2 separate regions of the Anas platyrhynchos genome follow, and region 1 is linked to region 2. A link is a contact called in public Hi-C data. All regions are on one chromosome and are shown on one strand. The core of a region is the stretch at or near the end of the contact, and the rest is flanking DNA. Distances in the headings are between cores, read along the strand shown. Region 1 holds the start of MCMBP (minichromosome maintenance complex binding protein). Region 2 has its middle 5.5 kb from the start of INPP5F.

Region 1 (7,357 bases), core at 82-2,581, 63 kb before region 2:
GGCAGTGCTCCTCTCATCCCACACTAAGGATGTTGGCTACTTCGTATGCATTTGAACCAGAGAATGTCTTCTCTCCTCAAACTGCACAGCCCAAAGCACTCTTTGAGATACAACAGATTAACACCCAGCTTCCAAACATCAGCTCTCAGTTGGATGGCAAACAATTCCCGAGACCGATCCCCATTACAATTTAGGATTAAACCCCAGGGCTTGTTCCTTCCTGTTCCAAACTGATGCAAGATGCAAACTGCTCTGCGCAGCCAGGTCCCTATGCCAGCTGGCTGGATGAAGGGGCAAGGCGAGGGACCACAGAAGCTAACAGGAAGGGGGCCTTTCCTGAAGAAATACAGGATGTGGCATAACCTCGGTAGACCTTTGGCACGGAAATTCACTCCAGCTGTAAGCCTGTGGACCTGCATCCAACCAAAACTTTAGTGAAATGGAGAGCACGCAGCTAATCACACCGCATTACTGAAAGCTGATCAACAGATTTTCTCCCTAGCTTGTCTTCTAGAAGCTGCCACATGAGAGTTATCCGTGCAATGTTATCTTCCAGATTTTCCATTAGAAACTACGACAATAAACAACTTATATTTGCAAGAAAACATATATAAGCACTGAACAAACAGCATTAGCAAAGGCATCAGCTACCTCAAATAAGCAGGAATAATATTCCAATGCTTTTACTCCCTCTCTCCCCCAGAAAATGCTGATCTAAGGAACATTTTGAGGCCACACTTGGCAAATATTTGTTAAGCTTACAGAGACATATTCCGTTTATTTCCTGACACGTTAACACTTCCCCTACGTAAGATACGCCAGCGTTGAAACCGAGGCTTGGATCTTGGACTCGATACGCACCGATGCAATAAAATTTAAAATAATTAACGTCTAGAGGCCACCTACAGACCTCCATCAAGGAACAGAGGAGGAGGAAGAGGAGGAAGAAGAGAAGGAGGAGGCGCAGGGACCCCTCTCCCCCCCGGTGCCCCCACACCGCCCGCCGGCACCGAGCAGCCCCGTTCCCCCCTCACCCCCCCCGCCTCCTACCCGCTGCCAGCAGAGCGGGGCCCGGCGGCACGGCCGGGGCCTGGCTGACGGGGATGAAGGGCACGGCGAAGTTGAACTCGGTGGCGGAGGAGGAGAAGAGGAGGTTGGTGCCGGTGCCACCTCCACCAGCCCCGGGCTTCGCCGCCGCCATGGCTGCGCCCCAGCCACGTCCCTGCCCCGCCACCGCCCGGCCCCTTCCGCACGCCCCGGCCCGCCCCTAAGATGGCGGCCGCGGGCTGGGCGAGGCGGGAGGAGGAGGAGGAGAAGGAGGAGGAGGAGGAAAAGGCGGGCCCGGGCAGGGCAGCGCCGCCATTGCTGCGGCTGCCGCCTTAGGAGGAGGTGGAGGAGGAAGAGGAGGAGGAGGAAGGCGGAAGCCGGCAGCCCCCGTGCTGGGTTTGCGGGCGGCAGCTAGGGCAGCGGGGGGATCGGCGGCAGCTCCCTCCCTCCCTCCCAGCTGGTCGCCGCCATGCCGTGCGTGGCCGACTGGCTCAACAACCCCTTCAGCATCGTGCAGGGCATCTTCGGTGAGCGCGGCCGAGCCGGGCTGGGCTGCCCCGAGGGGGAGCGAGCCCCCGGGGATTGGGGATGGAGGGAGGAGGGCGGCGGGCACGGTGCGGGGCTGCCCGGAGGCGGCGGGCGGGCAGCGGGCGGCCGCCTCCTTCTCCCCGCCTGAGGTGAGGTGAGGGGCGGGCGGCGAACCGCAGGGGCTGTCCCGGCCCGGGGAGCGGCTCCCGGGTTTAAAATAAAAAGCTGAAGAGGGTTTTTGGCTCGGTGCTGCTGCGAGGTGTTCCTGAGCTAGCTGTGCTTGAGCACACGGAGGCTGGGGGCAGCCCTTGAGGGTGTCGGGTCTCTGCTCTACCTGCCCGCATGGCTCCCTGGCCACCGAGCATCTGTGAACGCTGCCAGGGCTCTTCGGTGCTAGGTGTGATCTTAACGAAAAGGACCACAAATAAAAATAATTCCTCAGTGACCACCCAGCGGAAGGTGGCCCCTCACCTCCTGCAGTTTCTCAGGGTACACGGCAGCGTTTCAGAGCCCTTCTGCATTTCCAGCAGCGTTCCCCCTCGTTTATCTAAAGTGGGGTAAGATAAGGAAGTTGAAACAATTGCAATAGCCTTGAAGTTGTCTAAAATTAAGTCGTTTACTCAAAATGCGCATACGTGTATAAACTGCTTACTAAGTTAACACGTTTCTGTTCAGCATTATGCTACGTGATGCTAACGCTCATGTAAATGTGTCTTGTTTTGTAGCCCAAAATCTTCCAAATTCTGATTGGGAAAAGAAGGTGACTGACTATTTCAGAGAGAAATTAAAAGAAAATAATGCTACTAACTGGGTAAGGATCTCTTCTGTCATTCTTCTGGAGTTAGGATCTTAACCTGGAACTTAGGAACAGCATTCTTTTTACCTCTTAATTATTGCGGTGATCTGTTCTTTAGAAGCTCTTCCTTCTCAGAAGCCTATTTCTAGATTTTAGGCCTTTGTAATACAGATTAAAGCAACTGAAATGTAAATGACCTATGTAAAACAAAGATGTAAAATTCTAATTGAAACTGTGGAAGCCAATCCACTTGACTTTAGTGTACTGTTTTGCCCTGGGCCATAACTGCTAAATGCTGCCTGTTTGTAGCATCATCCGGTAGATGGCAGGAGCTGACAAATTCTGTCACTTCTGAAAGCCTTCACGCCACCCTGTTAGTCTGCAGTAAGTGTTTGTACACCACGAGTTTCTGAGCTGCTGTTCATAAACCCCGTCTCACATGACCCTTTATTGCCATGCTGGAAACTTCGTGTGGGTTGAAGAACTACGTGCTTAGACTCTCACATTTGAGGAAAAAATACTCTGCTAAAACCGTGCTTTATTAGGCTGGGTCAGGCCTAGTTCTGGAAGTTCAGCAGGGAAGCTGTGCTTTAGGTTTAAAAATAAAGCATGCATACTTGGGTTGTACTAGCGACTTTTTTTTTTTTTTTTTTTCCAAAGACTGGCAAAAACGGCATCCTGGAACACCACAAAGTGGGTTAAAGTCTTGTGTCAAATCTGTTCTACCTAGGGCTAAAAAAAAACAAGTGAAAACTATTTTTCTTCCTCTGTCAGTGAAAGTGTTCTGTCTTTAAATTTCAAAGACGGTTTACATCAAAGTATAAATGGCAAATCTGTGTTAAATTTGCAGCATAAGGAAGGAACTAAAAGCAAGCTCTCTTAGTCGCTTATGAGGGAGCACAGTCTTGTTTCTTAAACTGCTATTTCTTATAGGGCTCCTTCTGTTTTTTTTTCTGTTTTAATATTAGGTGTGTTTTTTCAATAAAAAAACTTACCCTTAAAATGGGAAAACTATTCCTATAACAAGTCCCATAATTTCAAGATATACTACATACATGTGTGCTGTTTTTTCTATTTTTTTTCCATTGACATGTTAAAATACATGAAAAAGAGTTGCCCACTGTGAGGGATTTGGAAATTGAAATACAGGTTTTCTGTGGCCTTTTGTTATAGAAATTGTGTGTACAATTGCTCCAGTACATAATATGCTGTAAAAGTGCTAAAGATTAAAATAAGTAAATAAAATCCAATTTGTGCTGCAGTAATTCCCAGTTGAAGAGTTAGTTTAAAAATTTGTTGTAGAGTTCACATATGCTTTCAGTGAACCAAAATGCATTTGGTAACAGTGTAGTGTTGGGATTGAAAAAGGGATGAGACCAGTGCCCAGAGAAGCTGTGGCTGCCCCATCCCTACAAGCGCCCGAAGCCAGGCTGCATGGGGCTTTGGGCAACCTGGGCTGTGGGAGGTGTCCCTGCCATGGCAGGGGTTGGAACTGGGTGGGCTTCAAGGTCCCTTCTAACCCAAACCATTCTGTGATTCTAGTTTTGGAACTAGAAGAGTTTGGGAACTGTTAGTGTATGATAATACTAATTATTACCTTTAACAGCTATTGTGGGAACTCCCAATGTTGAGATACATGCGCTTTGTTACTGCTTGGATTGTGGCACTAAAAGTGGGGGGGAAAGTACCCAAAAAGTACAGTATGTGCTACCTGATAAGGCACGGAATTGTCAGAGGCAATTAATCCTATCAACAGCAACAGATAAAAGTTTTAGCCAAGGAAAAGAGCAGTAGGATGTACCAGATAAAAATAAGTTGGTGACAGCTTTTGTGATGGTTTTGGTGTACTTCAGGGCACTTCTTAGTAAGCCAGTTGTTTAGACCAAGCTCTCTTTTATAGGTTCCATCGCTGAATGATGTTCCCGTACATTACCTGAAGCCCAACAGTTTAGTGAAATTTCGCTGCATGGTTCAAGATATGTTTGATCCTGAGTTTTATATGGGAGTGTACGAAACAGTTGACCCAAACACAAATGCACGTGTAAGTGAAAAACCAATTTATTATTTTAGGAAGTGCTCAGCATTTTTCTGTTCTAGTCTTCATATTTCTCTAGTTTCTGAGTTAAATGTATGGAGCCTTGGCACTATCTGATAGTAATTCTGTTTGTGGAATTCAAATGGTATCAGTGATACATCACTACTTATAATTCTGTTGGGGAATTTGGGGAATAAAAATTAGCTTAAAAAATGAAAGCTTCAGCAGTGTGTCTTTGAAGAACATAAGACTGCAATAATTTTGATATAAATAATTCATATGCGGGTTTCTGTCAGAAAGAGAACGATTGCGTTGTCTTTTCTCCTTCTTGACAGGTTTTGCATTTTGGTAAATACAGAGATGTGGCGGAATGTGGGGTAAGTTACACAAGTTATATGAATTTTGAGATGCAATATTGGACGGAAAGATGCAATTTCTAAGTATGGTGTGAATTATTTGGTGCTTATCAGTGGATTCTTGGAAATGCTGTTCTTAAAAACACAAAATTAATCTAAGTTTTGGACAGCAGAGTATTCCTAACTGCTAATACGCATTTGAAATTTAGCAGGCTTCCAGCTATTTCTCTTGCATTTAAAATTCGTTTTGCTTGGGTGGGATCAGGGAGAAAGCACAACAAATCTTGAAAATTTCTGCTGTGGCAAACAACCAACTTTTGGTAGTACAGTGCTGTTAGGATCAAAACATTGTAGATGCAGACTGTTTAGGTTCCCTATTTCATGCAAATGTAATAGCGTGTGTTTGTTAAAAGTTCTGGCTCAGTAACTGTACCTATGGAATTAGTTTTAAAAACAAAAAATGCTCTGATCAGATTTTTAGTATCATCATGTCTGTTGGTGTTGTAGCCTCAGCAGGAAATTGATCTGAACTCCTCGCAAACAGTCACCTTGGAGAGACAGACGTTCTACTGCGTTCCAGTGCCTGGGGAATCAGCATGGGTGAAAGAAATATCTTTTTTGTCTGCGCTAGTGCTGTGTTATACAAACAGTGACCATCAACTAATTCATTAGATTTAAGGAAACGAATTATTTGAAGTTTTTTTTTTTTTTTTAAGGCATGGGTAGATGGTAGATATAAGAAAAATAAACGGAGAATTGGTTTTACAGAAGAATTAGGAGCATTTCTTTTTGATTTGCAAGAGATTTAGACTAGGTTTTCAACTATGCTTGGGGGAATCTTAACTATTTCTGTTAATCTGTATTTGCATGTGTTTAGAAAACGGGAAGCTTCGGTTGAGCCATGGGCATTCTGTGGGTATTTTCCAATTTACTGTGTGAGCATCCTAATTTAGTCTCATATAAGTACCAGTAGCTGAGCGTGGTTGACAATAATTCTTGAAAAATTTTAAATACCGTTTTTAATGATTCGACGGTATGTCAATTTAGCGATGAGTACAGGAAATGGCTTGGGGAGACACAAATCATGGTTTAGTTTTTTGTAATAAAAGGAAGTTGAATTAACTGAGAGGAGTGGTTACAGGATGCTTTTAAAAGCTTCAGAGAGCTTATATTCTATTCTCTTAGGGAGTGGGTGATGTGTAGAAACCTTGAAATATTTTGCATGTTGTAGGAAGATGGATTTTGGTAAACCTAATACGATTTGATATCTCCTGTTTTTAGTTCAGAATTTAAGAAAACTACTTGCCATTGGCACAGACTGCCAACACAACTTTAAAATTGACATAACATATTTTGTAACCAAATGATTGGCAAGAGTTAGTTTTTGAGGAATGCTTATATCAAAGTTCTGCAGCTATGGAGATTTAAAAATGACCTTGACTATTATGAAAATACTGAGCATCATTTCAATGTTTGCTCATCATGCTAAAAAAAAAAAAGTGTATTAACTTTATCAAAATTAATTTATAAATATGCCAGCAATGGTACCTTACAATTTCTGTGATTACGTTGAAAATAAACACACAGAAAATGTTTGCATACTTGTATCAGGTAGCAACTCTTCTTACAAAGTCTGTTCTGTGGGGTTGAGCTGCAGAAGAGAGGAACTTGTTGAGATTGAGTTGTTTCTGACTGCCTGCATGTTCTCTGGGCCTGAAGACAACGCTTTTTTTACAGACTGGTAGTGGAAAAGGACTTCTTGGGGGTAGGTTGTGTCAATTTTCAACAAAGCCTATGATTGCTGTACGGTTCTAAAGCAGGTTACTTTACATTGATGACATCTCTTCAGATATGTAAGGTTTACGTCATTATTTTAATATCTTGTTCAAAATTGCATATTCACGTTTTGTTGCCAAAGCTTATTTTGCCTGGATTTTCTCAACTGAGTGTGGTGTTGTCCTTAATCCTCAATCTTACGCCTATATCAGTGCAAGCCAAGCGCGAGTTAGTCCTTCTACATCCTACACACCAAGTCGTCACAAGAGGAGCTACGAGGAAGATGAGGATATGGAACTGCACCCATCGAAGCAGAAAGAGCAACATATAGGTAATACTCAGAATTGACAACTGGACCGTTAGGGTATTCTAGCAGAATTTGCAGGAATTCCATTTTTAGAAATTGAAATGTTTTCAGTTGTTTGAACTAGTAGTGTTACTGGAAACTTGATAACTATTTTGGTGGTTCTGTTGAAGTCATCAGTGGACTGAGTAGTGTTGGGTGAGCCTGTGGTGTTGTGCTTGGATATTGTATGACTTGTTGGTATCACTTCCTAGAGTTAGTAACACAATTCCTAAAATAAACGTTTTGTTCAGCACCACTTGTGTATTACATTTCCTAAATGACAGCATGTTAAGGGATTTATGGCAGCAGGCTGAAATTTAGGAGTTCTTATTTAATTTTCAACAAGGAGATTTAAAGATAATCTGGAGAAAATTGCAATTTCTTCTGTCTTACCGTGTGTGGATGTTGCTGCGTAAACTGAGGCCAAACTGCATCTTGATTAGATGATTATTTGATACAGAGAATAGTGTGCT
Region 2 (7,370 bases), core at 3,284-5,783:
TCTAAGGATTCTGTGATAAACACAATGTTGTGTTCTGTCAAAGGCCTATCAAACACCCAGCAAGGCAGTGAAGGGTTGGATTGTTCCACAGATCTGATATTGAAAGACTTCCTCTTGAGGGCGTATGTTTAAAACTGTAAAATTTAAGTAAACACAGGCAATTAAAGCTTCTTCTTAGTATTGCTGTACATGCCCATATCCAAGGGGACTGATGGTACGGCTTTCACATTCACTATGGTGCACCACTTTCCTCTTGTTTCATTAGACTCTAGAAGTACACAGCAAATGAAGCCACGTTATCCTTTGTGTAAGAAGTAGTATTTTGTGTTCACATCTTATTTGCTCTACTGTAATTTTTACAAAGGATTGTTGTTTGGATTAATTGGTCCATGATTCACAGTATTTAGAAGATGTAGATTTATTTATTTTTTTTTTATTTCAGTGTTACACCAATATAAATCCTTGAAGAGGTGTTTTTTTTTTTCTGCAAAAAGGAATCTGAAAGCAAGGTAATTAAATCATTTGGTTCTTTGGATAAAAAAAAAAAAAAAAAGTAGTAAAAGTGCTTATATGCTTAAAGTGTTAATTGTGCTTCTAATAAAGTCATTAAAGATTATTCACATCCAACTTTCTAAACTCGTGCTGTTACATAGCTATTGAACGCACCAGGAAAATGACAAATACAAAATGCTGAAGACAGCATTTTTGTAGAGCTTTGTGAGTTTGAGGTTTCAGGGAGATTTTAAGTATGGAACATGAGTTTTTACAATTAACTAAGTAGTTAATTGTCAATTCCATTTCAACATTTGCTTAACAGTTATTGTATACTTAAATCCATCCTTGTTAAGCAATCTAATTAATCACTTTGTAATAAACAGACCTTAAGCAGATACTTAAAACTCTTCAGTGTATTTCATTTTGCTTTCATCCTCCATCCCATCAGTTTTCTTCACAGATACCTTGTAAGTCAGAGGGAATTCTGTTGATGCACTGATTCTTCGGACTGTCCTTAGCTGTCTGCAGTGTCAGTATCTAGCATGTGGAGAAATTGTTTCAGAACTAATTTAGTAACATTGCAATCAAATCAGAATGAATGTCATGAAGATGAAGGCTTTTCCTGAAGCTTTCTGAAACAATCTTGACATTCCAATGGGAATATAAAAAGTAGATCTATGTTTTATGTCACGCAAGGAAGACAGGCAGGAGGGATCAAGCTCATTAGCTTGTTTGGTTCATCATCGTAGACAGTAGAAAGTTGCTGGGAGGAAGAGATGGGCGTTTTCTAAGCTCCAAAAAAAGATCTAATGGCAAGTGTTTGGTATTATTGAAGTCTTTTGCATATACATTTATAAATAAGCCAGCACTGAAAAAAGTCACACCAAGAAGGATGTGCTAGTAGTTCCTACAATACCTTTAAAAGTATTTTATAGAAAACTACAGAGTAATCCTGTAGGCCAAGAACGTATATCCAGAAGAACAATGTATGTGGTATTCTGTGAAGAAAAAATATTTTTCCATTTGTATCTGAGTATTTTTCTCCTGTAGTTCATGCTGGTTTAAGGCACTATTACAGCTGTTTGCTTCTTTTTTTTGTTTTTTTTTGTTTCCCCTAGAAAACAACTTCAGCAATAATTGTCCTAGGTCCTGTCTAGCTTGAGTGGTAAATGACTTAAATAATATTAGCCGAATTGACCTCTGCTTCACACAGCATCCACAGGCCATGGTTCTACAAACATATAAAACTTCCACTCATCTTTCATTGACCTCAAGAAAATGAAGCCAAGATGCAGAAGTATTAATGTAACACATGGGAAGCAGATAATTTTGGCAGTGGATATAACAACATGCAGTCCTTTTACAAGTGACAGATGTGATCTCTAGTCTCTCATGACTAGCCTTTTCCCTGGGGCAGCTCTGGTAGCTTGTTTAACAGACATATTTTTCCTCCATATTGCAGTATTAATATCAGTTAATGCTATATTCATGAGAATAAATTTTGAAATGGGTGTATAGACAACTTTCAATAGAAGATTCTTTACTGCTTGGGAAAAAAAGGCCCAGCATAAACAAAAACAGAAATACATTTTCACTCTCTGGGACTGTTTACAAATTTTGAAACAAAAAAGTTGTATTAATGACGGAAGCTTTCTGATGAAATGCATACATAATAAGGCTTTGGACTCTCTGCAATTGCAGGGCTACCAAAAACATTTGACTTCTGATAAATTTTGCTGCCTAACAAATGGTCTGGATGAGACTGCATGTTCAGCTGTACCAGACAGCATTAGCGACCTGAAATTTCGTTTTGACCTTTCCACAATGCATTAAAGCTAATAAAGCCTCTGCCCTGCAAGTTAAAATAGGCGAAGCAGAGTTTGGAAAGAGTGTCAGGCTCTTAGAATAAAAATGCCTCTGTATAAATTAAATGTGAAAGATACTCACTTAAGAATTATTCCAGGGGACAACAGAGAAGATCTGTATTCAGAAGAGATGAGGGCTTTATGTTTCAGTGGGATTCTCCCTTTGCCCCCAAAGCCATTTCCTCTGTTCTTTCCCATGCATTTCCCTTTCTCTCCTCTGCTCACTTTATTTAATAAATAGTGTAATTTCTTGACAGTGAAATGTTTTATACGGTGTTAGTTTATCATTACAAAAACAACCTACAGCTGCTGAATATTTCTGCAAAGAAAAAAAAAAAAAACATACTTCCTTAGTTTTCATTTATTTGCTCCTGCTGAAGTTTTCTCTATCTTATTTTCCTGATCATTCTTTAATTTTTCCAAATTCTTCCTCTCTTCTTCCTTTTTCCTGTTCTCTCCTGTTATCTCTCTCTGTTGCCTGTAGCATCTGCATTCATGGACTAACTCCTGCCTTACTTTCTTCCCATTCTTTCTTGTCTCACTGAACAGGGGTACTCTAGGGGCCAGAAGAGCTGTGAGCAGGCCTGGGAGAGAAGAAAAATATTTCTGATGCCTGGACAGTATTGGCCGCTGGACCACACAGACGTTTTTAGATGGTTACCAAATCTTTTCCTGCTGTTAACATCAAGTGAATGGGAGTTTCAAAAGGAAAGGTACATCTCTTTATTTTCTGTTCCTATTCTGGCATAAGCTACAGAAGCTACTGAAACTTGCATCTCAAGGATATCCTGTTAGGAACATGGGCTTCAGGTCCCTTCTTTTCAGTCTGCTGTGCATCTCTGTCCTGAGGCACCTTTTAAAGTCCTGGGAGAAGGCAATAGGTGGTGAAAAAAAAAAAAAAAAAACAGCTCTTCTGGTGTTCTGCCGACAGTCTTTAATCTGACCGATGATTGCCAGGATCTGACATTTTATACTGCTTGAATGATGCAAGCAGGCAGGGTTTAGGAAGCATTACTGGTTCTGTATAACATTTCTTTAAAAAGAAATACTTCCTTCAAATAGGAAAAATTAGGGTAAGAATTGGGGGAAAAAAAAATGTGTTAAGTACAGCAAAATCTGAACTGAATCAGAGTGCAGAAAGAATGTCATAAACACTAGGCATGAGTTTTAATTGCTAATTAGAATTGAAATTTACGTCAAGGAAATAAATAGATAAAAACAATTAGGAAGGGGAGGAAGGCAAGCAGACACAGAAAGACTCTTAGCAACAGACGGATGCAGGCAGCTCTCCTAGCAGAACACCATTGTGCTGTTTCCTTACTTGTAAATGAGAAACATTTATAGTGCAATAAAACAAAGCCTAGCCCAAGAAGAGAAAGGACTGTAAAACTGCAAGTTAAATAAATAGACTGCGCTGGGACATAGTTTGTTTCTCTAAGTGAAAGTTCCTGCTCTACAAAGAAAGCTTTTAGCTGCCTAGGAGGAAAGGGTGAGGAACAGCAAGACCCTGAAGTTTTTCAGGTGCTCTGCTCAGTAGAAACCTTCTGCTGGAGAGATGTCACTCTGTGACCCTGCAAAGAAGCTGACAATTGACAACTAAAAGAGATTCTTGAGTTTAGCTCTTCTCCTCACTCACTTCCCCGCCTGGTACACGAGCAGGGCAGAGCAGGTGCTTGTTAATGAGTCCCAGGCAGCAGTACCTGCAGCATTGCCTGCACTCCCTGCTTCTGAGAAATGTGTGATGCCTTAAGGAAAAAAGAAATTTGAGAATGGTTTGGGGCTGAGATTCAATTCGCTCAGACGGGTGATGAGGCAGATATTTGAGAAATTAACTCAGCAGGTAGAAGATCCTCTTTTAGCTGCCAATTTTACACACCTGCCTACATGGAATATTTGTCGTCATCTTCTAGGCAGTGCAAGCAGACACCTTATTCAGTGCCGCCATTCCTTCATTTCCTTTTTTTTCAGTTTTTAAATGACAGGAAGAAAGATGTCCTGCCCACTGCTGTGGACTCCACCCTGTCAGTGAAAGTTGAACTGGACTTGGTATTTGTCACACTACAATACGCACAGCTACACTAAATAGTGTTCAACTCCCTCATATTGAGCAGCACTGTTCCAAAACTGTGCTTTGAAAGGGCTCATTGCTCTCTGACACAACATTTCTCCACTAGCATATTATTCGAGTATGTCTACTGGTTATGCTACACAACACGTGACTGAAGGACATTCAGAAATGAGAAATCTCCTTATTGAATGTTCACAATCAAGACCCAGGCAAGCACTTGATTTTGGAGGGTACTGAACAATCAGTCTCAAAAAACATTTATTATATGCTTGACTTTAGATTTATAAATTAAATTATATTTAATGAGACGTTTCTGCCTTTTAAAACGAGCATGGGATTCAGAACTTTCCTGGTTTAAGACTGGGAACCAAATACCTTGATGGGATTTGCTCCCATCTCTTTTCTCTGTTTCTGTGCAGTCTGCACTATCACGTGCTGGACATTTTTCACTGCTGTTTGCAGCAGCAGCTCTGTTCTGTGTGCATTTTCCAGGCAGTTCAGTGCTGTAGTGCAGGGCATAGGGTTGCCGTTAAAATAATTCAGAGCTCCTTGCAGGAATTCAAGGACAGACCTTGCTTTGCCCTTGTTCACCCTTTGATCAGGGTTTTTTTTTTCCCCTTGGGTATCTTTCTGTTTACATTCAATGCGGTTTCCTTAGATTCACAGCTGGACAGTGTTTTCATAAGCTCGTGAGCCTCAGCTAGTGAGAAAAAAAGAAAAAAATAATAAAAAAAAAGGAGAAGGAACTTTGCATTTTTGCAATTCATTGACAATAGCTAACAGGAAGGAAATGCACAGGCATTAGTCATGCACTCTCACTCTCAGTATTACCTGATTGCCCACAGCTTGATTTCAAATTTAAATGTTGATTAATGGGAAGTGATCTGATTTAGGAACAGTCCGGGCCTGCAAGTACAATTGACTGGCTCAGTTGGATAAATACACAGCTCTTCCTGAGATGAATGCCATCAGTTTCAGAAACAACTGTGTAAGAAAATGTGAGGATTTTTATTTATGAATGCCCGTGATTAAGAAATGGTGGAATATTTTTGTTTGTTTGGAGAGACTTTCATGCTCTGGTAGCTTCCAGATGAGCATCAGAGAAATCATCTTTGGCAGTCAGTATGCCTATAACATATTTGAAGCAATCTTGTATTTTATTGTCATATTCAGCTCCTGCCTCCTTCACTATCAGAGATATCATCTCACAGGTGCAGTTGGTGGAAGTTTTGTGGTACCGACATTTACTGCTTCGCTTTGAACTGCCAAGTTGAGCCATCATTTACTTAGCTATCCAACAAGGAATGGAAGTAATTTTTGCTACCTTATGATGTATATAAGGTATATTCAGTCTAGCAGTTTACAGAACTGTCAAGTTACATGATGAATATAAAAAGCAGTCATTCAGTGACATCAGCCAGATCCCTCAGTACTTTGGGATGCACCTCAGCAGTTCCCAAAAACTTTGCATGTCAGTTTAAGTAGTCCCTACATTGCTCTTCTTCCTACCACAGGGAGGACTGCTGAACCCAAAGTTAGGCAAGGAGGCATGGGAGGCATATAGCAGATTAGTAAAAAGAAAATCTGAGGCAAAAAAAAGGGCCTCAGCCTTTTCTATGTCATCACAAGGTTGCTGATGCCTCTCAGCAATGGGATCACTTTTTTTAGTTCATCTTGATGCCAAAGTAGCTATAGAAGCCTTTCTTCTTCATACCCCTTGCCAGTTTTTAATCCAGCCATGCTCTGTCCTTCCTATTTCCATCCCAGTGTGCCCGGGCGATGCATCTGTATTCCTCCTTGGTAGTCCATATGCACTTAGGTTTTCCATATGCTCCCTTTTTGCATGTCAGCTTGGTGAGCCCTGTTCAGTCTGGCTGGCCTGCTGTTACGCCTGCTGCTTTTCTTGCAGGTTGGTTATTTGCAGACAAGACAGACTGGTTTGCCTCTTTCTGCAACTCAAATGTCTTGAATACAGTGTCCCACTAATACAGAAGTATGAATAATAAATCCACAAGGCTATACTCCTACTATCTTCAATCACATCCATGGTTGAGGGCTTCTACAATATTCAAGTCAGATTCTTTAATTTACCTAATCCTTAATCAGATATTTACTAGCCTGACATGGCAGCTCCCCAGCCGTGGGACATGGTCAATGAGCTGTGATGCATGAAGGGCTCGAGCGACTTCCCGACTGAAATGTTTTTGAAATGGCTTCTGTGGATTTTTATAGGGGTTATATTAGGCATTAAACAGACACTCTGAAAGCCTGCTTTGGGAAGGAACCTCCTCAGAAGAGAAGGAACACAGTAGGCTCTTCTGACTGGCAACACAACAGATAAAAAGAGGTTTGTGACAGCCAACAGTCGGCACCAGAACACTTCAGAGATACCTGTAAAAGTCTTTTTGATATTAAATATTCTGAAAAATGCTTAAATGTTGTTTTACAACAGAAAAAGACAAAACCACTGGGATGAATGTTACCTTTTGGAAACAAACTGGAAACTTTCTCAAAACCAGGGAAAGCAGCTCACCATAAGAATTTTTGCCAGAATTTATTTTTAACTTTTTTTTTTTTTTCCACTGGAATAACTTTCTCATATGGTGACTGTAGTTGTTATCTCTACAGGCAGAGAGACTCTGGCATTTCCTCCTTTCCCATGGAAACGTCTTATTTGCCAATGGGAACATTTCTATTGACTCCACTGAACACGTAGGAAAACAATACGATTTTCTATTCAAAATGTGTGTGTGGTTAACATCTGCAACACGCCATGTGCCCTATGGGTAATATATTGACTTCCCCGTGTTGCATTTTCTGTTAAGATCAAATCAATGAGGCCATTTGCAAAAGTAAATGGGAATGCTTTGACTGCCTACAATTACGTTGTTTTATTTTATTCTACAATTACAGATTGCACTTGCAGTCTACCAAGCAAGTGC

What was found. A called contact is a pair of places that touch in the nucleus more often than the background predicts.
Region 1: a Hi-C map of small yellow follicle shows a contact between it and region 2, with 2.1 times the contacts expected there. The contact joins the promoter of MCMBP here to the enhancer-like site in region 2. A contact is called at or near these places in 4 of 8 Hi-C or Micro-C datasets (F5 follicle, skeletal muscle and small yellow follicle).

What each region holds. Positions count from the first base shown.
Region 1 is chr6:35,791,549-35,798,905 of IASCAAS_PekinDuck_T2T, reverse strand. It overlaps MCMBP (minichromosome maintenance complex binding protein), which reads left to right and starts at 1,331. Exons shown (of 16, transcript XM_027460816.3): 1 at 1,331-1,574; 2 at 2,301-2,386; 3 at 4,272-4,412; 4 at 4,742-4,783; 5 at 5,270-5,371; 6 at 6,740-6,869. The coding sequence starts at 1,517. SEC23IP (SEC23 interacting protein) reads right to left here and starts at 1,279. Exons shown (of 19, transcript XM_038180909.2): 1 at 1,051-1,279. The coding sequence starts at 1,201.
Region 2 is chr6:35,731,619-35,738,988 of IASCAAS_PekinDuck_T2T, reverse strand. No RefSeq gene overlaps it. Among named protein-coding and RNA genes, the nearest start is that of INPP5F, 5.5 kb to the left of the region's middle. Within about 2 kb of position 4,533, at least 3 of the 8 cell types and tissues checked have an H3K27ac peak or open chromatin away from gene starts, as enhancers often do. A contact at or near this core is called in F5 follicle and small yellow follicle, where this site is marked.